7 separate regions of the Mus musculus genome follow, and all the other regions are linked to region 6. Evidence: chromatin contacts called from public ChIA-PET, Hi-C, HiChIP or PLAC-seq, Micro-C and promoter capture Hi-C data. All regions are on one chromosome and are shown on one strand. Each heading gives the region's core, a stretch centred on a gene start, on an enhancer-like site or on the middle of the called end of the contact. The rest is flanking DNA. Distances are from core to core; before and after follow the strand shown.

Region 1 (2,737 bases), core at 164-2,663, 960 kb before region 6:
GCTTTGGAGGGTGTATCTTGCCCCCAATCTCTTTCTCCTTGCCTCATGCCGCATTAGAAGACCTGGTGATGCAAACATTTTGAGTGTTACTGTTATTGTTATAGTGAGGATATTAAACATCCTCTGACTGCCCATATACTAAAAGCTTGCTTGCCAGCCTACAGTGCTGATAGGCGACTGAACCGGAACCAGATAGGTCTTAGTGCAAATAAATCAGATCCCTTGAAGGGAATTTGGTACCCTGGCCCTGTCCCCCTTCCTCCCTCCCTCTCTCTCATTTCCTGCCGCCATGGATCACTTACGCTATGACACTTTGGCTTCTCAGAGACCTCAAAAGACATTGGGGTCAAGCAACCATGGACTGAAGTTCCGAGGTTGTGTACCAAACAACTTCTTCTTTTGAAGCTGCTCGGTGGGGGCATTTTGTCAGAAAGCTAACACAACCACACATGGCGATTTCCTGTGCAGGCACACGTCTCAGGTTGCTTTTGTCTGGTCTAGAAAGTCAAAAAGAACCCTGTATCAATCTTCTCTCCCTCTGATGCTCAGCATGGTGGCATAGAGACCCTTTTTGGGGTGTAGCCTGATAAAACCGTAGTCCTTAGAATGAGGAGACTTAAGAAGTTTTGCTCAAACAGTTCTAACTTTGCCACTGTGGGTACTGAATGCCCAGGCACCATTGCTGCTGACCGCCAGGGGGCGCCATTCCAAAGACAAGCTCAGGGGATTGAAACAGGAGTTTGTTTTTCAGTGCCTGGTTATCATAAAATCTCCCACTTCATTTTCCCACCTCCTTTGTCAGTAGTATCCGTACCGTTCCTGCGGTGGTCATTACAGCATAAACGGTAGAATATTTCAACACACCAGCCAATGTTTCCTAAACTTCATTTTGCAAACTCGTTGAAGCACTGCGAGGAAAGAAAGGGAGACTGTAGTAAAACCAAGCGGCACGACGGCAGGGGTTGCCTTCTGCAGCAAGGATGAGCAGTTTGTTTGCCCAGGTTTGGCCTGTTTGTTGTGGTTTTCTTTTTATGTCCATTTCGCCCGGCGTGTACACGTTTCCTTCCGTTTAAAGTTATTTGGCAAAAACGTGTTTCTCGGTGAGCACGCATTTCTTTCCTGACGGGACAAAGAGAAACTTTAAAAGATGTAACACAAACCTCTTAGATCCATCGTGGCCAGGAGGCCGCCCGTCCCAGAGCAGCAGAGGGGTGGCGGCTTTCCCGGATTCCAGCCGCTGTTCCCCGCCCTCATTTTCTTGGCTGGTCTCCTGGGTCATGTCCCAAGACGGGGACGGACAGAACGGTTCATAACAAAGATGACCTGGGGTGCGGCGCGCAGGGTCGCGGGACAGCGGCTAGGAGCAAGGGCAGCCCAGGTCTCGCAGGGCGCATCCCTGGGGAGCGGCTCCCTACGTCACGTGGGGCCCGCCCTGCGACGGCGTGTTGCAAGCTCCGGGCAGCCGTCGTGGAGCTGAATTTCCGCGGTTGTGAAAGGCGGTGACAGCGGCGACCTCCCTGCTTCTCTGCGTGGGGTCCCGGGACTCCGCGATGGCCGGCCGGTGCGGGGCCCGTGGCGCGCTGTCGCCACAGTTGCTGCTCTTCGACCTGCCGCCCGCACTGCTGGGAGAGCTTTGCGGGATCCTGGACAGCTGCGATGGCCCGCTCGGCTGGCGGGGCCTGGGTGAGTGCGACTCAGACCTGCCGGTCCTCCCCCGCGAGGGACTCAGCAAACCCGGGGACCTGCCACTCACTCTCCTTCCCTCTCTGACAGTGGGGTACTGCTGTATCAAGTTAGGGGATTGGGTATGTCAGATGTCAAGAAAGCATCCCGTGCTGGGAAGAGATTCTCGCTTCACTCGGTTTGCAGTGTGCGCAGCAGTATGCAAATATTACCGTATGCAGGGCATGGCTACTGGCTCTACAACCCCTACATCAGATTTTTTTAATATTATAACTTCTTTTTTGAGATGCCGCTCAGTTGCTAGAGTGCTTACCTATAGATGTATGAAGCTGCATGTTCGATTCCCTAGCTTGGAATAAAACAGACAGTGGTAGTGCCAGTCATTGAGAGGTAGAAGTAGGCAGGACAGATGCTCAAGAGCATCCTCTCCTTGTAGAGAGTTCCTAGCTGGCTTGGGAAACATGAGACGCCATCTCAAAAACAAAAAGCAAACTTACTTTCTTTTCTTTCCTTTCTTTCTTTCTTTCTTTCTTTCTTTCTTTCTTCCTTCCTTCCTTCCTTCCTTCCTTCCTTCCTTTCTTTCTTTCTTTCTTTCTTTCTTTCTTTCTTTCTTTCTTTCTTTCTTTCTTTCTTTCTTTCTTTTCTCCTTTCCTTCTTCCTTCCTTCCTTCCTTCCTTCCTTCCTTCCTTCCTTTCTTTTAGAACTTTAAGATATCTATTCTTTGGTGTTTTTTGTGTGTGTATCCCACACTCCTCCCGCATCTAGAAGACAAATTCCAGGAACCAGTTCTCTCCTTCCACCACGGGATCCTGGGACAGAACTCAGATGGCATGCATAACCCACTTCGCTGTTTCCAATAAGTCTCCAATAATCTATAAGGGAAATGCTGTTTGCGGTGGATGTGATTTCCACTTTTCTTTCTTTCTTTCTTCCTTTCTCTCTCTCTCTCTCTCTCTCTCTCTCTCTCTCTCTCTCTCTCTCTCTTTCTTTCTTTCTTTTTAAGATTTATTTATTATATGTAAGTACACTGTAGCTGCCTTCAGACACTCCAGAA
Region 2 (2,703 bases), core at 2-2,501, 800 kb after region 6:
CCAAACACTGTTACTGTTACATTCTTTTAGCTGCAGGATGTACTGGCCCAGTCTTGAAACTGCAAGGCCACAAATAAACTCAACAAAGCTGACGAGGTTTCAAGTACCCTCAAGTAACCATAGTGAGCTAAAAAGAAACTTACTCTCAAATTAAGAAAGGGAGAGAGAAAATCATTAGAATCATCCCACTGTGCACACTGCCCCCTTATGGTCCAGGCCTCTGAAACATCAGTCTGTGCTGTAATAGGGCTTCATTGCTACTTTAAAAAATAGCTCCAAACACATACGGGAGGCAGCTTGATTTACACTGTGAGGAGAGGATTGACCGTAGATGCTTGAACATTATGCTAATAGCTATATGTATACTAGTATATACATTTGGGACAAATTATAAAATTCTAAGGATATAAAATTTGCTTCTGTTAACCATTAATTTAAAAAAAAAATCACAAAAGAGAAAATCCTGAAAACTCTGAGAAATATAGAGTCTCATTAAACCTCACCAAGCGGCTGGCTTTGATTCGATTGTAGTAGAATTTCAAAATTACTCCTCAGGGTAAAACAACTTCGGGGGAGGGGGGCATTTCTTAAACAGAAACATTAAGAACTTTGCCTCCCATTACTTTAAGTGATAAGCTGTTTCCCTGCGTAGTTTTGGTGGTAATATCCATCTCTCACTATCACTTTCAAGACGTCTGAAGGAATAAGAACCATTGAGGTAAGGATATTTTTTATCACAACTAAATGATAAGAAATCACAAAATCATCAGCATCTTTGTACCTTGGACCTATACTATGCCTATCTTTGGGAAGATTGGTAATTGCCCTCTAACTCCGTAGTAAGTTGGACAGAGGGTTAAATCGATATTGAGATCATTAAGTCAATAAACACCTCTCCAGCAAATAGCAACGTAGCACCCCATCTTCTCAAAATGACTGGGGACCAGAGACGGCAGCCTGGCGCTCACCGTAGCAAGTCAACATCAACCACGGTCAACCAACCACAAGCATTATTAAGAATTCATACTTACAAAATAGTTATTCAGACTTTCTAGGCTTTCAATGACTGTGCCGTGGCAGTAACAGCCAGAAACAGCCATGAGGAAGAGCTGCAAAGCCAAGATGCAGTGTGTAGCGTTCATTGTCTCAGAGCTAGGCCGCAGGAGGAGAAGCCCAGAACTTCTGTCTCAAGTCAGAGGGTCCAAAGGATCAGCTGATGTGTCTTCTCTAGGTCAGCCGATGGCAGCTATAGCCTGCACCTCTCTGGCTTCCAGTTTTATACCTGATCGAAGGCTCCTCGGGATTACGTATTTTCACAAGTTTTTTTTTGGTTTTTTTTTTTTTTTAAGATGGTGACAGATAGGTGGGGGGAGCTAAGTTACTTTGCATTACAGCTATGGTTTTGTGGCATGTTAGAGTTTCCTTTCGACTCCTTGGGCTCTCTGACGATGAGACAGCCCCGCTGTGCCCACCTGTGCCATTCTTGTGGGATTCTCTGAAAGCACTTTTACTTCACACCATTTGGGGTGGGGGCTGGAAATTGCTTTTACGTCTCCCCCTTTTTGCCCTTGTAATGTGAATTTCTCATCCACAGAGCACAGCACAGGGAGCCTTTGTTTGTGGTTGGGGACGGCTGAATAAAAGGAAACTCTTGGGCTTCTCAAACCATGAGGAAACTCTTGGGCTTCTCAAACCATGCAATGGGGGAAGCCTTTTCAAACTTTTCTTGCAAATGACCAGAAAAGCAAGGAAAGGGTATGGTTAAAAAGCCAATGTGGTGAGGAAGCCCTTCAATGGAGGTGATTAGTAAAATACCTACTACAAATCACTCAGGGTCAACGTGCCCAGAAAGAAGAAAAGGCAGACCACATAGGTAAAATAAAATCATCTAGTTCCTCCATTAATAAAAGGGAAAAAATGCAAAATGAAATAAAAGTAAAAATGCAAGAATACTTCATTAGATATTGTATTTCACTCAACACACCCAAGGTATCAATGTGTATCAAGATTTATGATGAATAAGAGTTTCAATTCCTCTGCCACTAAATATTTAAAGCCTAGTGGCTATCCTATATACACAGCAGAAATCACTTCAGGATTAGCCATGTTTCTAACTCTCATACCCACATGTGGCTAAGGCTATCCCAATGACTAGTCCAGCACTAGACACACACTTGTCCCAAATAAGGATTAATAACTGAAAATTGTTTCCCCCATCAAGTTCAAACACTAAAAGTTTCCTTCTCTGTCTTTGGTAACTTATCTATGAAATTCGATCCTTGAGGATGGGGCAGGAGGCCCTCTGCTCTTCAGTGCCAGCCCACGTGTATTCATCCCTGCCTTTCCTGTATTCATTAACATTACACAGTGGCTATGGGTGCAGACTTGAACCATTCATATTCTAGCCTCGGGGTCTTGAGTCAGCATCTTTATGATCTGTGACTCAGTTTCCACATTTATACAGTGAGCTTAACACTAGCATTTTCTTCCGGACTTCAGCCAAAGGCTCAACCAAATGCTCCATGGAAAGTTGAGAGAATTCTTCCCGGCATTCCTAGTGGCTCAATTAAAACTTGATGGTTATTTGGCAATGTCAGATGTTTAACAACGCTATGCAGCTTGTTCGTGCAGTTCCTTTGGCCATGTGCCCCCTTTCCCTCATCTGAGCATCTCAGAGTGGTACCCAGTTATCTTGACCCAGAT
Region 3 (3,115 bases), core at 143-2,642, 900 kb before region 6:
TGAATCCACCAGAAGATCAAGCAAAAAATAAAAGCAAACGTCACTGAAGGCACTGAGCAAATAGCATCCCCGTGAAAAGACACGAGCTCTGAGCTCCGTGAGTACAGCCAAGGGACCAACTGATGGAGAATTTGAATGGTGCAGATTAGCAGCAAGGAAGTCTATTCCTTCCTCCAAACAGAATAATTTCAAGAGATGCTTTATTCAAGTGACCGCCTCTCAGTCAAACCTGAGAAGCTAAACTGGAGCCAATCAGAATTATCCAAGATTCCGGGTTCTGACAACCAAAACCTAGCAAAGAGTAGCAGGACAAGTCTCTCTCTTAAGTCTCTCACTCTCTCTCATCATCCGAGTGAGATCTTGGTATAGGTGAACAGAGAACCACCCACCTTCCAGAACCAGAACCACCTTTTCCCCAAGCCAGCAGTCAGTCACTCACCATCAGCAGCCAGTAGTCACCAGCAGCCAATCATGATACAGTGTCACTCTCCCTCTGCGCATGCCCTACGTCCTTTATAAAACCCAGGTCTTCAGGGCCCACCCCTTTCTTTTTCCATCCTTGCTCAGAGGCAGCCTTTTGTATACATTCCCTGACCCCACCCCAATTATATCTCTCATATGATATCTGTTGCGTAGTGTGACTTTGTGGCATGACTTGGTTGTCAGATCATTTGCACAAGAACAAACGAATAAACAACAACAAAGCCCACCATCATTACCACCGGCACTTAATGCTAGTCTTTCTGCTAGGGATACTGACAGTCTATTTGCTTCCCATGGTCATAGGGAAGTTGCTCAAATGCAAAGGTTGTAGGGAATGTCTAATTTGTAAATGGCGTCGGGTGCCTTTGGAAGGAATTGTGTTTTTACAGCCAGTTGCTACTCTTGTTTATCGCTGGTTAACCGGTCTGTCCGGAAGTGAGCCAAGTCATCCTTGCTAGGGCTTTTTCTGTGTAGAGAGGGAATTCCAGTCCAAAGTCTGCTTCTCTGTATTTAAATTCTTAGAAGAGTTGCCTGTGGCATTCCAATTGTTATATAAAAAAATTATATTAAAGAATTACAGCACTGTTGTTGTTTTGTTAACTCAGAAACCTGCTACATCCTCAGTAGAACGTGGGAAATTTAAATCAAGTCCTCTTTGTTCCCCTGGGGTAAAGAAGTGATCATAAGAGTCCGGATCACTTTGCAGTTGGTCCTGTTCTGCGCTCAGCTGTAGGCTCTGCGAAGGAGCCCTCCTGCAGGGAGCCTTTCTCCCCTCAGCTTCACCTCCTCAGTGAAGGACTTGCTGCATAAATGATCTCAGCGGTTTCTTTGTATTAATTTTGTGCTGTCTGCTTCCTGAATTATATCAGAATGGCTCATGTCACCCCACTTACTGGATTGCGAAATCTTAATATTCATTTCCTGTTGCTGTAACAAATGAGCACAAAGCTAGCGGTGTAATGCAACTGACTTCTACACCGTTGGAGGTCTGAAGGCTCGAGTGTTTCTCGAGGAGGTTCCAGGGAAGAATCTTTGCCTGTCTTTTGCAGCTCTGGAAGCCACCTTTATCCCTGAACTGCTCAGACTGTAGACTCTTTCTCCACCAGAGCAACCAGTGTATATATCTCCAGGCTGCAGGCTCTCCCCCTTCGTCTTCCCTCTGGCTCCTCCCCCTCTCTTCCAGGGTCTTCCTCTTCTTTCTCTTCATTTATGACACTCTGCTTCTTTCTTATAAAGGGCCTAGTGATTGCATTGGGTCCATTCAAAGAGGTGATGACATTTTCTTTTTCTCAAGATCCGCAAATTATCACTACTTCTGACCCCAAACCTCCTATGCTATTGGGCTATAAAATACTCACAGGTTTCTTCTGGCTTTGGAGCATAGGTTTCTTTGGAGGCCATGACTCCATCACACTTCCTGCGTGTTAGGGGCTATCTCTTCAGGACTTAGCACGAGAGCTTCCACAGAGCTGGTGCTTTCTTATGAATTGTGTTTCATGAAGCTATAACTACAGATTTAGATAATAAAAATCCAACTGTAGTAAATATTGCTTAGTAAATTAGCAAAGGTTTTTTTTTTTTTTTTGTTTTTTGTTTTTGTTTTTTTTTTTTTTTTTTTATGGTTATGGATAGAAATAACAAAGAACCCTTTTCCAGTGGGTTTGCAGAGTCTGCCCTTTCGAGGAAAGCACCAAGCTTTCTTTTTGTCTTTGGAGAGGCAGGATGGTTGGAGTCGAGGTTGAAGAACAGCAACTTGGAGAAGGAGGAAGTAATTGGAAATAAGAAGCAGGACAGGAAAATAAAGAAGTTAAAAACACACACAGCTACGTCTCCCTAAAGAGGCAGGGGGTGTGGTTAAAACACAAGAAGCTTCAGTCTGCTTGACAAGCCTGAAACAGACCTCAGGAGAGCACTTAGAAGAATTTATTCTCCCAGGCCGATGTGAACATATCTGCCTGCCCAGAGCACCCCAAGCTGTTTTTCCAACTTACTTGCAAAGTGCATTGTGTGTGTGTGTGTGTGTGTGTGTGTGTGTGTGTGTGTGTGTATAAAAACATTACTTGTGCCTGGTGGCACAAGTTTGTAATCTGAGCCAATAGGGGACTGAGGCAGGAGGATCACAAAGTTCAAGGGTAGCCTGGGCTATAAAGCAAAATGAAAGCTGGGGTTATAGCTCAGTGGAAGTGCAGTAACCCGGCATGTACAAGACCCTGTGTTCAATCCCCATTACTCTCCACTTCCCCACAAGAAGAATCAAAAGTCTTCAGCCTGTGCCTTGCCTATTTCAAGCCATCCTGAGATTGATTTGGCTTACCTCAGAGATTGAGCCTGAAGGCAGAACAACTCACAAGAGATCATTAAGAATTGACTATGTTTTGGAGTGGTGGTGGCACAAATCTTTATTCCCAGCACTCAGGAGGCAGAGATAGGCAGATCTCTGATTTTGAGGCCAGCCTGGTATATAAAGTAAGTTCCCCGATGTCCAGAGCTACACAAAGAAACCCTATCTCGGAGAACAACAACAACAAACCCAAAATAATAATAATAATAAAAAGGAATTGACTATGTTATTAGAATGACTCCCAGTGACTTCTTTCTATGCCCACAGAGTAGTGCACCTCACTGTCTGCAA
Region 4 (2,774 bases), core at 121-2,620, 870 kb before region 6:
GAGATGGCTCTAACTGCTCTTCCAGAGATAGGTCCATTCCCAGCACCCACGTGACAACTAAGTATACAGCCTGGAAGTTTTGCTTTGGGTATGCAGAGTGCACAGACACATATGCTAGCAAAAAAAAAAAAAAAAAAAAAAAACCTCACGCACATGAAAAAAAAAGGAATCTAAAAGAAAGATGCCTGTGCGTATTCGTTATGGTTGATCCTATGCACGTGACATTTGGGTATGACAAATGCCTTTATTAGAAACCAGCAACACAGCTTTGGGGTTTAATAAAAACATAGTTTTTAGGATTAACGTTAGGATAATTACATAATAAACAATAACCTTAAAGTAAAATAGTATTTTATAGCGCCCCTTAAAGGGCACCGCGACTTTTAAACACTATCCATCTAGAGAACCGCGGCCGCAGTATTCAGCTTTTGTTCTTTTTTTTTTCTTTTCTTCTTTTTTTCTTTCGAGACAGGGTTTCTCTGTATAGCCCTGGCTGTCCTGGAACTCACTTTGTAGACCAGGCTGGCCTCGAACTCAGAAATCTGCCTGCCTCTGCCTCCCTAGTGCTGGGATTAAAGGCATGCGCCACCAAGCCCGGCTGTTCTTTTTTTTTCTATCTCAAGTCTGCATATTCTCTGGGCTACAAGTCCCCACCTTTTGCTTTACTGAAAACAGGAACTAGGGCGGTGGACCTAGAGTGTGTTCCAGGTCAGCCAGGGCTACACAGAGAAACCCTATCTCGAAAAAACAACAAAACAAAACAAAACAAAACAAAACAAAACAAAACAAAACAAAAAGAAGTCGAGGAGAGTAGTATATAAACGGGAAAGAAAGCCAGTGGTTTCCAAAGCGGGAAAAGCATAAAAATGGACAACCCAGGTCATGCATTAAAAATGAGAAAGTACATCACAACTTTAACTCCCAATGCAGAGGATATATACAAAGGGACCTAGTTATCTACTTGGATAAATGCCCTCCCTACATGATGTAAATTCAACTTCTCCGCGGCGCTTTTACGTGTAAGGAGGCACCTAGCCGTCGCCACCACGCTCTCCGGATTGGAGATTCACTCTTTTGGGTAGTGCCCCAAGGTCTTTAGAGGCCTCTGCTGTGTTCTTTTTAAGAGAGCGGGCAGAGGATGCCCTGCTTTCCCGGGGTTCTCTGCGCCCAAGAGTCGTGACCTTTCACCACGTCTCCTTCTCCGCAGGAAACGCCCAGCACCTCTAAAAAGAGCAGTTCTGAAACTGTCAGCAGCCAGCCCGCCGTGGTACCTCCCAGCCTGCTGGTCCCGCCTGTCACCAGTCTCCTCCTTTGGGGCGGAGCATCGCTCAGACCACGCCCCCATACCGCCCGCCTCCTGGATGTTCCCGGAAGCTGACCGGCTTACCCGGGTCGAGTTGATTGGTTGCAGTTTTGGACACCGCGCGCCAGGTTTTGTAGAGTTGTTTTGAGCCAAGTTCGCCGAAGAGATAATGGCTAGGCAGGATCGTCTGCGCGAGCTCCTGGGCCCTCTGCACCCGTACAAGAGCGACGACGAGGAGGAGGATTGTGCGCAGGAGGAGGAGGGGGAGCAGGAGGAGGAGTTTGTGGATGCCGAGGAACTCTGCAGCGGGGGCATCAAGGCGGGCAGCCTCCCTGGGCGCGCGCGAGGTGAGCCAGCGCCAGCCGGGCCGGGTTGGCAGGGGTCAAAGAAGTATTTTCGATTCTCACTGCCCGGCACCCAGCGTCCTTGACTGTTGACAGACAGACCTGTGGTGTGACTGGCTGCTTCACCGTACTTAGATGTGGTAGTAATAGTCGTAATGACTCAGAGCACATACTGTGTTAAGCTTGGTTTTTTCATATATCGTCTCGCTTAAAGTTAACAGTTGGGGGTAGTTTTACAGTCGAGGAAATAGATGCACCCTCATTCCCACCCAGAAACAGAATCCTTTAATTATTGTACCACGCTGGCTGAATAAGAGACGGAGTTGCTGTTAAGCAACTTTGAGAAAAAGAGCAAGCGCGCGGAAACACACGGCCACACACACACACACACACACACTCACATACACACAGATTTACACATATACATACACACATACATAAACACACTCATACACATTTACACACATACACTTACACATACATATACATGCCCACACATTCACACATACATGTTCATACACACACACACACACACACACATTGTATTTTCATGGTCTAGTACAGTAATAGCTGCTGACCAGGACCATGTGTGGCAACTGACCATTGGCAATTTAAACACAACTTTGGCTGTGTTTGAAATTAAATAGAAAGGATTACATGTTGATGGAAGTGTAACTGGCTATCCTGGCCAAGCATTTGCTACTGGGACAGGCCAGGGAGAGAAAATGGCGAAGTTGCTGTCTCAGTGGAAATACTACTTGTGAATTAAGCAGCCATTTTGGTTTTTTTTTTTTTTTGAGATTTATTTATTTTGTGTACATGAGTGCTCTATCTGCATCTATACCTGCATACCAGAAGAGGGCATCAGATCCCATTATAGATGATTGCGAACCACCATGTGGTTGCTGGGAATTGAATTCAGGACCTCTGGCAGAGCAGCCAGTGCTCTTGGCTGAGCCATCATGTCTATAGCACCTAGGCAGACATTCTTTAATCAGAGAAGTAACCCCAACTTAGTACTTAGTACCAGACAGCACTTGGAGAAGTGACATTCATGAGATGCAGACACGGCTTTGCTAAAGAAGTCCGCTGAGCTGAGCTCTGTGGTAACTGTAGGAACTGGCCAG
Region 5 (2,945 bases), core at 290-2,789, 710 kb after region 6:
CTCATAGAGAATGATAGAGTTTGAGTGGAGGACACAACAGCTTCCTAAACCCTCTGCCCCTGGTAGCAGTGTGAGAGGCCAATCCGTATGCCCTGACATCAAACTCTTCTGTCTACTTTATTTCTGGTCTCTAGACTGAAAGCTCGGGTTGTTTTGGTTTTGTTTCTTGCTAAGTTTTTTACTCTACATGTCAAGTGTCAGTTTAACTGAGGACCTAAAAATAGCGATGTGTTTCATAAAGACAGTTTTATATGAGTGCAAATGTGTTTTGACTACATTTACCCTCCCCTACACTCAAACACACACATACACACACACACACGCACACACACACACACACACACACACACACCATCGACTGTCTCTATTCATTCTCTCCAACACTCTTGTTTCCATCTTCGTGATAAGGACCTGATAAATTGGCTAGTAAGGGAAGCCGCTTTCATTCTCCTGCCACGACTGGATGGATGGGTTTGTCAATAACGCATCCTTATGCTTTGACCCACACACAATGGGCCTTCCCAATCCCACCAGCATTCTTGAGTTACTCTAAGTTCGGTACCGTGAGAGTCGTGTATGAAGGGAAGGGTGTGAGTAGATTAGACACAACAGAGAAGTGGCAATTGAAGATGAGAAAGGACCAGGGAGATACTTGTTGCACATAATTTTAAAGACATGCTTGCTCCAGCTAGGCTCTGGGACTAGCCGCTGCTCACCGGCCATCTAGTCAGCCACCATGGCTAGCTAGTGCTTTCCCAAGATCCCCTGCTATGCTCTGAGTACCACTGCTGCCTGTACTCCCAAGAGCTCTGCCCATTCCTCCTTGCCAGGTGCTGCAATGGCCATCTCACCTAGCTCCCTTTAGCCCTGTGAAAGGAAACCACTAGAGGCTTTTATATTTTGGAACTGACTAGACAACTCAAAGGCTGGGTGAAAATATCCTGCCTTATCCTCCTTGACCTCCCCTCATGGCAGAGGCCACAAACTATCAGTCCCCAAGAGTTGCATGTCTGCTCTCTGCTCCACAGTCTGATCCAAACTCCCTGCATCCCTATCTCTTCCTGTCCAGCCTGGAAGTCCTGCCTTATGCTTCACCCAGCCACTGGTTTCTGCCGTCTTTATTGACCTAATCAACAATGAGGCAACCTTCCCTTCCCTTCTCTTACAGCTACTGCCTACAGTTCTCCTTTTACCAGAGGGAGAAGAATAAAGGGGAGTTTGTATAGTTTCGTTTCTCCTAAGGAGATTTCATGGGGAATCATGTCAAAATTGCTGGTCCCACCTGCGTTAATGGAATGGAGACCCTGCACAGGTCCAGCTGCTCTGGTTCTGTGAACTCGGATTCAGCTAATGTAACTGATGTACATTTAGATACCACTGAGCATACCTGCTGCCATCTTGTCGTATGCATAAAATAGCCCAAGCATGGGGGCCTTTCCAGTAAAGAAAGACAATCAGGATGCGCAGAGGGTGGGGAGGGCTCTGTCATCAAACACAGAAGGAAAAGCAGCCTGCGTTGCCTATAAACAACAAGAGCTTTGCTCTTTCTGTGGTATCTGGGGTTTTGGTTTCTTCAGAGCTCTCTTGGGGGAAAGGAAGGAACTATGAACGGCCAAGCAGACAAACTAGATGAAAACAAGATGCAAAGAAACTATGGAAGGAGAAAACTTGAATGGCGCGGCCTCCTCAATGCAGGTGTGAGCGCTCCCACCACCGTGGTGCCTGGGATTGACTCAGAGCCTGTGGATGGCTGAACAGGAGACTGTGGTCCTAGTCTATAAGACTCAGTAGTGGCAACACTTCTGCCCAGGAAAGATTTTGGGTAGTGTAACCATGACAGGGGCTACCTCCTTTTCTACCAGCATCTGCTTCTCGAAGCTAAAAGGCCCCCTCCCGATGTGTATTTTGTTGTTTTTTTTATTAGTTCTTTGACAGTTTCAGTGTCATAGTCGATCATATTCAACCCCCTTATCCAACTCCTTTAGGGCTGAGCATTTTATAGTCCCCATTATCTGTGCTTTGGGCATTTGTGGGTCACTGTGTTACTCACGACGTATACAAGGAGAAGCTCTTCAGATGAGGGCTGATCAAGACTTATTGATCTATGGGTTTAATAAGAAGTCATTAATACTCAGTTTAATACTATGTCCACTTGGCAATATAGTAGTAGTAGTATTAGTAGTAGGAGTAGTAGTAGTAGTAGTAGGTTTATTACTAGGGCCTATGAGCTGTCTTGACATAGGTTCTTAACCTAATAATGGTATGAGGTAATAGCTTTATGAATCCAAACAGACCCTTGTCTCCAAATTACCCAAAGGTAATAAAATAAATTCCAGTATTTTTTATTATACATACTTATACAGTTCTCATAGAAACTTAGTACTTAAGAAAATTATGATTTAGAGAAAACAAGACTTTTAATATATCAGTATTAATTTCTTCAACATATCAGTATCAAATTTGAGTGTCATTGGGTTTTATTTATTGTGTTCAAATGTTTCATTTTTAAAAATGCTATGTAAATTTCAATTTTTAAAAGCAATTAAATGAATTTTGACTCTGATTAAGAGAGAATTTCCAACCGTTTCTGAAGGGACCCCAGATATGCCTCTGCTATTTTGTACTTAGCATTTATACAAAGCAGTGTTCTCTGTACTAACTGCTATAAAATCTAAATATGATTCCACTCTGAAAAACATTGAATATCCTCTGTGCCCTGCAGGATCAAGTATTCAGCCAAGATTTCTTATTATAAAATATACAACTAATCTATTCATTAGTGTGCAAATTTTTCTTTCATTTTTAATGAACATAAAAATTATTTGTACACTCAGGAATTGTTTTAAAATAAATGTCTCTGTAATCAAGTGCATATTATCAGTATGTACCTGTTTGTACATGTATCTTTCTAGATATTCCTAGAACTTTTTCTGCTAAAGGGGTTG
Region 6 (3,076 bases), core at 91-2,590:
TCAGCCTGGTCTACAGATTGAGTTCCAAAACAGCCAGGGTTACCCAGAGAAACTCTATCTCAGAAAAGCAAACCAAACCTAAATCTCTGATCCTTCCAACTCTTCTTTGGGCTATTTGTGAAATACTGAACGGTTAGGGAAACTTGGAGAGTAAACAAACAGTTGTACATGTCACCTCTGATCTCTGGTGGTTGTGTTGGTGTATCCGAGCACATAGGAAAACTTAGATTTCATAACTAAGTGCACAGAAGCCGACTATTGAAAGATGTAGGCTCAGAGCACAATCTGCAATGATACTTCCCCACCACCTCCCCTATTTGCGACAGGTTTGCACTAGATACCCCTAACTGGCCTAGGATTCGATTTAGAGACCAAGCTAGCTTTTATACTTGAGACCCACAAGGCTCTCCTACACTTGCCTCTACTGATCAGGGATTAGAGGCGTGCACCATCCATGTTTGGCATTGGGAGAGAATCCTTACTAGGACCTAAATGGAACAGAAAAAAAGTGGCTCCGGGATGAATAAAAGGATTACGTCCAAACTGTGGCCCTGAGGCCTTTTAGCGGAGCAAAGATTAGTACTAAGGTTCGACTAGGCCCCTACCAAAACACTGAATTTTGCAAGGCGCTTGCCCAAAACAACATGAGGACGGGGGTGGGGGTGGGAGTGGGCGATGTTTTCAGGGAAACAGACACTTTAGAAACAGCACACGCCGATGGAAAGATTTTATTTAGCATAACCCGCGTTGCCTGCCTGCAAATCCCAGCATTCTCTCCGACCACGGGAACCAATAAAGAAACTCCAGGTTCAAAGAGCCAATCACGTCCTTCGTGTGTCCCCAATTGAATTGTGGGAGTCGTAGTTCTCACGTGGCAACCATACAGCATGGTTGTTAGGGGACAGTTTCGGCCACGCGTACCGTTCGGAAAGAGAGCTCATTTTTCCATTGCACCCCTTGGCCTCCAGGCCAGCTCTTAGCATCATCACCCACAAGCCCCACGCGCTTTCAAACGCATAGACCTTCCTTCTTAATGTCGCAGGGAGGAGCAAGGAGCGTTTGCAGAACTCCGGCCTTGGACGCTCACTGCCCGTCCTTTAACCGTCGCTTTAAGGTCTCGCGAGAAGAGCCCCTCGAGGCGTTGCCATTCCGCCCGAAAGGCGGCCCGTGCGAAGACAGACAGCCGGCCGGGCCAACGGGAGCGTCCCTGTAAACCGCGACTGCGCAGAGTGCGCCGGGCAGCCCCGGTGACCTCCGACCCCGCCTCCCCGCAGCGCCCTGCGTCGGCCGCCCCCGCCCTCCTAGCGAAGGAGGCGGGCTTTGGCCTCTTGCCCTAGGGAGCGAGTGCGGAGGGAGTGGGAGCGAGGCGGCCCGAACGCAAGTGTCTGGCTTCCCGGCGAGGCCCAAGCCGTCCGTCCCGCCGCCCATGAGCTCGGCGCCCCGCGAGCAGCGCCGTCGTTAGGCCGTCCCCGTCACTCACTCTCGGCCTCCCCTACCTCCCCCCCGGGGCAGCCATTCCCCTCCCCATCCCCGTCTGGCCGGGGACTGGACGTCGCGTCGGAGCGCCTTCCCCAGTCCGCGTCGCGGTGCGACCCTGGAAGCGGGCGCCGCCGCCAAGGAGAGGAGGAGCCCCGGCCGCGGGGCCCAGCAGCCACTGAGCCAGCAGGCGGGATCGAGGCCGGCAACATGGCGAGCGCTTCGTACCACATCTCCAACTTGCTGGAGAAAATGACATCCAGCGACAAGGACTTCAGGTGAGGCTGAAATCCGACCCTCGCCCCACCTCGGGGTGGGGGAGAGGTGGAGGGCGGCCGCCGCCCGGGCCTCGCGACAGGCCCTGCCCCACCCCTCGGTCCGGCGGGTCTCCAGCCACCCCCTCCCCCATCTCCCCGCTAGGCCGTTGTCCGCTCTGGCCGCCCGGGGCTGGTCCGCGTCCCGGCGTCCCTGGCGCATCCTTTGTCCACCCCCAGGGACGCGTCCCAGGTAGCGCCCGGGCCCGAAGGCACGGGCTGCGCGGGAGGGAAGGAGTTTTTCCCGGGCGGGCGGGTGGCCGGGCCTAGTCCCCGGCCCTCCCGAGGCGCCAGGCCATCCCGGCGCTGGGGGACAAGCTGCCGCTCTCCAGCCACTCAGCCGCCGCCTGGCTTTTTCCCGCGGATGGGAAATGGGTGCCACGATCAACTTTCTCCGAGGCCTTCGCTGATTGGATTGTATACTTTCTCTTTGGATCCTTCTCTTTGGCGAAGGTGGCCAGAAGGGGGAGGGGAGCCCGGCTTGGTGGGGGGGAAACTTGGCCTGCAGGGTTTTCCCGCCAGCATCCCTGTCACTTTTCTCCGGCCGAGTGAAAGCCACGCAGGATCTTGGGGTTTCGGTCTCACATCCCTATACAGAGTCATGGCCAGAGGGCTGGATTGCCAAGCAAACCAATCTTGAAAAGAGAGGCTGGTGAGCCATGAAGCTTAATCATAGAGTTGTGTTCTGCAAGACCTGGACCATTGGTTCTTAGTCCCGTGCATATCGAAGGTGTTATATTTTCACACAGTCGCCTCGTCTGTTTTTTTCATGCTACACTGATTGTTAACACACACACCACGCCTAATCCTTCACAAATAAGCCCTCTGTCAAAAGAAAAAAGGCTATTTTTTTGATACCTAAGTTTTCCTCTGTAATGCCTTGGGCCATAGTACAGTTTTGTGTGCATTTAGACTAAAGAACAAGTAATCTTTGGTTAAAATTAGTCTAGGAGCTTGGTTTTTGTTCTGTGAACTCTTAACACCTGAAGGTTTGTCCAAATCCTATCTGAAGCAATTTTCCCACTGGTGAAAGGGGAACTCCGGGGAAAATAATGCCTTTGTTCCTAGGTAAAGTCATAAGTGCGCAGTGAACTACATACAGGGTCGTTTCTCTGACTCCAAACCACCAAGAATTTGATATATATGTATGTATACCTACCTACCTATGGAGTTTCTGAGTCTTACATTTCCATTTTTAAAAAAGTTTCCCCTGAGGATGATGTGGGGAGAGAGTGGCGTGTTTGTCGGGAGCACTTTGAAGCTTGGGTTGGATCTCCAGGTGAAGG
Region 7 (2,976 bases), core at 290-2,789, 820 kb after region 6:
AAATAAGACATATGTATATGTGCATTTGTGAGTAGATATTTCAATTCATTTTAAAAACATCAAAATAAATATTGGGGCTAGTGATTTATCTCAGTTGATAGAGTTACCAACCTGCCTACCATGCTCAAAGCGCTGAGTTAAATCTCAGCCCATCATAATAAACCTGGCAGGATGGTACATGGCTAGGAGTTCTGGCTCAGATCAGTAGCTCAAGACAATCTGTGCTACATTGTGAGTTTAAGGCTGACTCAGAATGCATGAGGCCCTGACTCATGTGTATAGATAGATAGATGTGTATAGATAGATAGATACATAGGTACATAGATAAATATATAGATACATAGATAGATACTTAGATGATAGATACATAGGTATAAGCATACATACATACATACATACATACATACATAGATCAATACATACATACATACATACATAGATTGGTACATAAATAGGTACATACATACATACATCATACATGGATACATACATGGATACATAGAAACATAGATAGAAATGTGTGTGTACACATGAATACATGCTATCATTACCTACTCAAATTTACATTAATCAAAAACCCAATCCTTCCTAGTCACTGTGGATTTGATGTTTGTGTGTGTATTTTTCTCTGAAAATTTCCTTCTTTAGACTCTTACTTTGAGGAGCCTGCACATCCCGCTGCCCATTTTATATTCATCACCCCCCTTTTGAGATATTGTACCTATATGTTGCTTTTTTAAATGATAATTTCTCAAAAGACAGAAATTAGAAGTTGTCCCCACTCTTTTCATTTTGAAAGGTGGCAGGCACAACACCAGACGTCTTTAATCTTCTTCAGATCATCTGATATTTTCTTCTTGAGACTGTAGTGCGGATTTATCACTCCATGCAACTCGAAACATATATCAATGTCATCCCACACTAGATGATATATGATTTTCCTTATTGGAAAATTAGACACCTAATTTGCTAATTAGAATCATAGATCATAACTCATTATGATTTTTTAGGAAGCTTATTAAACAACAACAGAAGCCCTGCATTTTGTCATAGGAGCTTCTCCTAAAACAATAAAGTGAATCCCCAGAGAAGCAGTCTAAACGACATGTCACACGGAAGCAGTCTAAATGACATGTCACAAGGCTGTCTGTACTTCCATCAGGAAAGTGAAGAAACTTGAAAGAGTTGGAAAGATTTCTTTTCACCCCAGGTGGAGTTTGAAGGTTTTTCTAGCAGGTTCTTTCAGGAAGCCCGTTAACCTTCTGCTCTGTTGGCCTGTGGTCAGGGACTTCCCCCAACCTGCCTCCTGTCTTTTGACAATGAGCAGAAATTTGGCCTCTTAGGTTTTCTTTCTAGTCACCTGATAGGATTTCCCAGGACAGAGGTGTTAAGCCAGCTTTGATCTGACTTCCCATCTCCTTCCTGTGGATCACCCTGAGAAGAAAGAAGTTGCCTTTCCCCACCCCACCCCCACCCCAGGCGCTGACATCATGCTTCCGCTCCATAGGGCGGGGCGATGCGTGCCCATGTGCTCACAGAAGTGCAGGTCTGAGCAGGAAGTAGAGTTGTTTAAAGATAAGATACTCTCTTTGGCTTCCTTACCTTTGAGGTTATAGCAAACATCAAATTTCACGTGTGTGTGTGTGTGTGTAGACAATTGCATGTTAATACTTGCATGATTATATGGCATCATTGCTGTCATACTTCTAAAACATTTTTTCACTGTAGTATGGTGGTAAGAGGTGCCAATGTGGGAACTGGATTGTGTTTGAATCCTGCCTCCAAGTTATACCAGTGTTTGAACCCTCTGAACCTGAGGACATTCTTGGGGCTTTAGCTGGCAATAATGGCATCCACCCTGGAAAGGGGTGTGTGTGTGTATGTGCCCGCACGTGTGTGTGTGTGTGTGTGTGTGTGTGTGTGTGTGTGTGAGAGAGAGAGAGAGAGAGAGAGAGAGAGAAAGAGAGAGAGAGAGAGAGAGAGAGAGAGAGAGAGAGAGAGAGATGTGAAGCACTTGAATCAGCTTGATCTATCGTAAGCACAATTTGCTCATTATTTTTCTTCTGTTTTCAAGTATTCTCATCTGTAACCTGGATGATGAGGAGTCATATTTGCATTCTTTTTTTGTCATACTTGTCATTATTTTTTATTTACTTGTACATGGTCAACTGAAGGATGGAAAAGAAAAGAAGCCGATTGGGTTACTCTAGAGCCAGAGCTGCAGTTGAGAATCAGTTGTGTAGGTGGTGATTCTGGGGAGCAGCAGAGAAGAGGGGGAGGGATTCAGGGAAGAGAGGAAGTCAATGCAGGGTGGTTAGCAAGCTCAAGTCACAGTGGACATGGGAACTTAGACCTACAGGCAAGGTCATAGAATGCATCCAAAGGGCCCAACTCAGAGTGGAGAAACAGGGTTTTCTAGCCATCACTCTCTTGGGGATGATGTCAAGACGTGGAGGCACCCATTCTCAACCCTTGTAGTCTTCCACAAGCCCAGAAGAAAGAATGTTACACCCAGAGAATAGTTAGTAACCATCGTCTGCAAGGGCAGGAAGGGAGGCCACTGAGAAGTTTAAATAAATCATGACAGCATCAGCAACCCACTAAAAGTTTGTGGTATGGCCTTAATTATTCCTGATTTTTTTTTCAGACTTCATTATATCCTTTTTGTTCCAGGGTTGCTGTAAGCTCACTGGCATCTTGTACATGCTGAGGTACTCAGAGTAGCAAGAGATGGAAACTTCAGCAACACTGTTTCCAAGAGTGAGATGTATCGGGAAGACTTGGGCATTGTGGGTAATAGAGAACTACCTCAGAAAAGAGCTGGTATTAAGCACTAAGAATTGGTAGGGGTGTCTTTCTGACTCTCAAGCGTACTTGTTTTAGTGAGGTGTCAATCTCTTCTACCACAGAGTAGCATTCCTTAGAAGAAGGGGGTCATCGAGACATCCTTCTCTAACTTCATACTCTATAAGATTT

Evidence for each region. Promoter capture Hi-C pulls out the DNA fragments that hold promoters and counts their contacts. Hi-C and Micro-C count contacts between places; a contact is called where the count stands out from the background. ChIA-PET counts read pairs in DNA pulled down with a chosen protein or histone mark. HiChIP or PLAC-seq counts read pairs in DNA pulled down with a chosen protein or histone mark.
Region 1: a contact with region 6 is called in an H3K4me3 HiChIP or PLAC-seq map of embryonic forebrain, with 9 times the contacts expected there. The contact joins the promoter of Irak3 here to the promoter of Cand1 in region 6. A contact is called at or near these places in 7 of 39 promoter capture datasets (the 3T3-L1 cell line, the SN4741 cell line, cranial neural crest and 4 more), 3 of 484 Hi-C or Micro-C datasets (B cells, the G1E-ER4 cell line and Th1 cells) and 7 of 115 datasets of contacts at active chromatin or transcription factors (astrocytes, bone marrow-derived macrophages, embryonic forebrain and 4 more).
Region 2: a contact with region 6 is called in an RNA polymerase II ChIA-PET map of memory CD8 T cells, with 29 read pairs. The contact joins the promoter of Ifng here to the promoter of Cand1 in region 6. A contact is called at or near these places in 3 of 115 datasets of contacts at active chromatin or transcription factors (embryonic stem cells, large pre-B cells and memory CD8 T cells) and 1 of 9 other capture datasets (adipose tissue).
Region 3: a contact with region 6 is called in a Micro-C map of the G1E-ER4 cell line. The contact joins the enhancer-like site here to the promoter of Cand1 in region 6. A contact is called at or near these places in 3 of 39 promoter capture datasets (the C10 cell line, embryonic stem cells and frontonasal cranial neural crest), 2 of 484 Hi-C or Micro-C datasets (both in the G1E-ER4 cell line) and 9 of 115 datasets of contacts at active chromatin or transcription factors (astrocytes, embryonic basal ganglia, embryonic brain and 5 more).
Region 4: a promoter capture Hi-C map of pre-B cells shows a contact between it and region 6, with 4 times the contacts expected there. The contact joins the promoter of Helb here to the promoter of Cand1 in region 6. A contact is called at or near these places in 13 of 39 promoter capture datasets (the 3T3-L1 cell line, 3T3-L1-derived adipocytes, the C10 cell line and 7 more), 3 of 484 Hi-C or Micro-C datasets (the G1E-ER4 cell line, Th1 cells and embryonic stem cells) and 18 of 115 datasets of contacts at active chromatin or transcription factors (the SCID.adh cell line, astrocytes, effector CD8 T cells and 11 more).
Region 5: an RNA polymerase II ChIA-PET map of memory CD8 T cells shows a contact between it and region 6, with 20 read pairs. The contact joins the enhancer-like site here to the promoter of Cand1 in region 6. A contact is called at or near these places in 1 of 39 promoter capture datasets (the C10 cell line), 5 of 115 datasets of contacts at active chromatin or transcription factors (T-cell acute lymphoblastic leukemia, bone marrow-derived macrophages, large pre-B cells and 2 more) and 2 of 9 other capture datasets (liver and pancreatic islet).
Region 7: a contact with region 6 is called in a Hi-C map of B cells, with 8 read pairs. The contact joins the enhancer-like site here to the promoter of Cand1 in region 6. A contact is called at or near these places in 2 of 39 promoter capture datasets (the C10 cell line and pre-B cells), 1 of 484 Hi-C or Micro-C datasets (B cells), 4 of 115 datasets of contacts at active chromatin or transcription factors (bone marrow-derived macrophages, large pre-B cells and memory CD8 T cells) and 1 of 9 other capture datasets (liver).

Annotation. Positions count from the first base shown.
Region 1 is chr10:120,200,273-120,203,009 of GRCm38.p6, reverse strand. It overlaps Irak3 (interleukin-1 receptor-associated kinase 3), which reads left to right and starts at 1,413. Exons shown (of 12, transcript NM_028679.4): 1 at 1,413-1,683. The coding sequence starts at 1,551. Gm38500 (predicted gene, 38500) reads right to left here and starts at 1,420. Exons shown (of 3, transcript NR_166661.1): 1 at 1,161-1,420; 2 at 815-908; 3 at 1-62.
Region 2 is chr10:118,439,594-118,442,296 of GRCm38.p6, reverse strand. It overlaps Ifng (interferon gamma), which reads right to left and starts at 1,251. Exons shown (of 4, transcript NM_008337.4): 1 at 1,032-1,251. The coding sequence starts at 1,142.
Region 3 is chr10:120,139,603-120,142,717 of GRCm38.p6, reverse strand. Irak3 (interleukin-1 receptor-associated kinase 3) reads left to right here. Exons shown (of 12, transcript NM_028679.4): 12 at 1-1,070. The coding sequence ends at 3. Among named protein-coding and RNA genes, the nearest start is that of Helb, 28 kb to the right of the region's middle. Within about 2 kb of position 1,392, at least 56 of the 459 cell types and tissues checked have an H3K27ac peak or open chromatin away from gene starts, as enhancers often do. A contact at or near this core is called in the G1E-ER4 cell line, where this site is marked.
Region 4 is chr10:120,111,561-120,114,334 of GRCm38.p6, reverse strand. It overlaps Helb (helicase (DNA) B), which reads left to right and starts at 1,370. Exons shown (of 13, transcript NM_080446.2): 1 at 1,370-1,650. The coding sequence starts at 1,473.
Region 5 is chr10:118,532,890-118,535,834 of GRCm38.p6, reverse strand. All of the region lies in intron 1 of Ifngas1 (Ifng antisense RNA 1), which reads left to right. Among named protein-coding and RNA genes, the nearest start is that of Ifngas1, 22 kb to the left of the region's middle. Within about 2 kb of position 1,539, at least 4 of the 459 cell types and tissues checked have an H3K27ac peak or open chromatin away from gene starts, as enhancers often do. A contact at or near this core is called in memory CD8 T cells, where this site is marked.
Region 6 is chr10:119,238,319-119,241,394 of GRCm38.p6, reverse strand. It overlaps Cand1 (cullin associated and neddylation disassociated 1), which reads left to right and starts at 1,340. Exons shown (of 15, transcript NM_027994.1): 1 at 1,340-1,754. The coding sequence starts at 1,687.
Region 7 is chr10:118,417,669-118,420,644 of GRCm38.p6, reverse strand. No RefSeq gene overlaps it. Among named protein-coding and RNA genes, the nearest start is that of Ifng, 22 kb to the left of the region's middle. Within about 2 kb of position 1,539, at least 79 of the 459 cell types and tissues checked have an H3K27ac peak or open chromatin away from gene starts, as enhancers often do. A contact at or near this core is called in B cells and memory CD8 T cells, where this site is marked.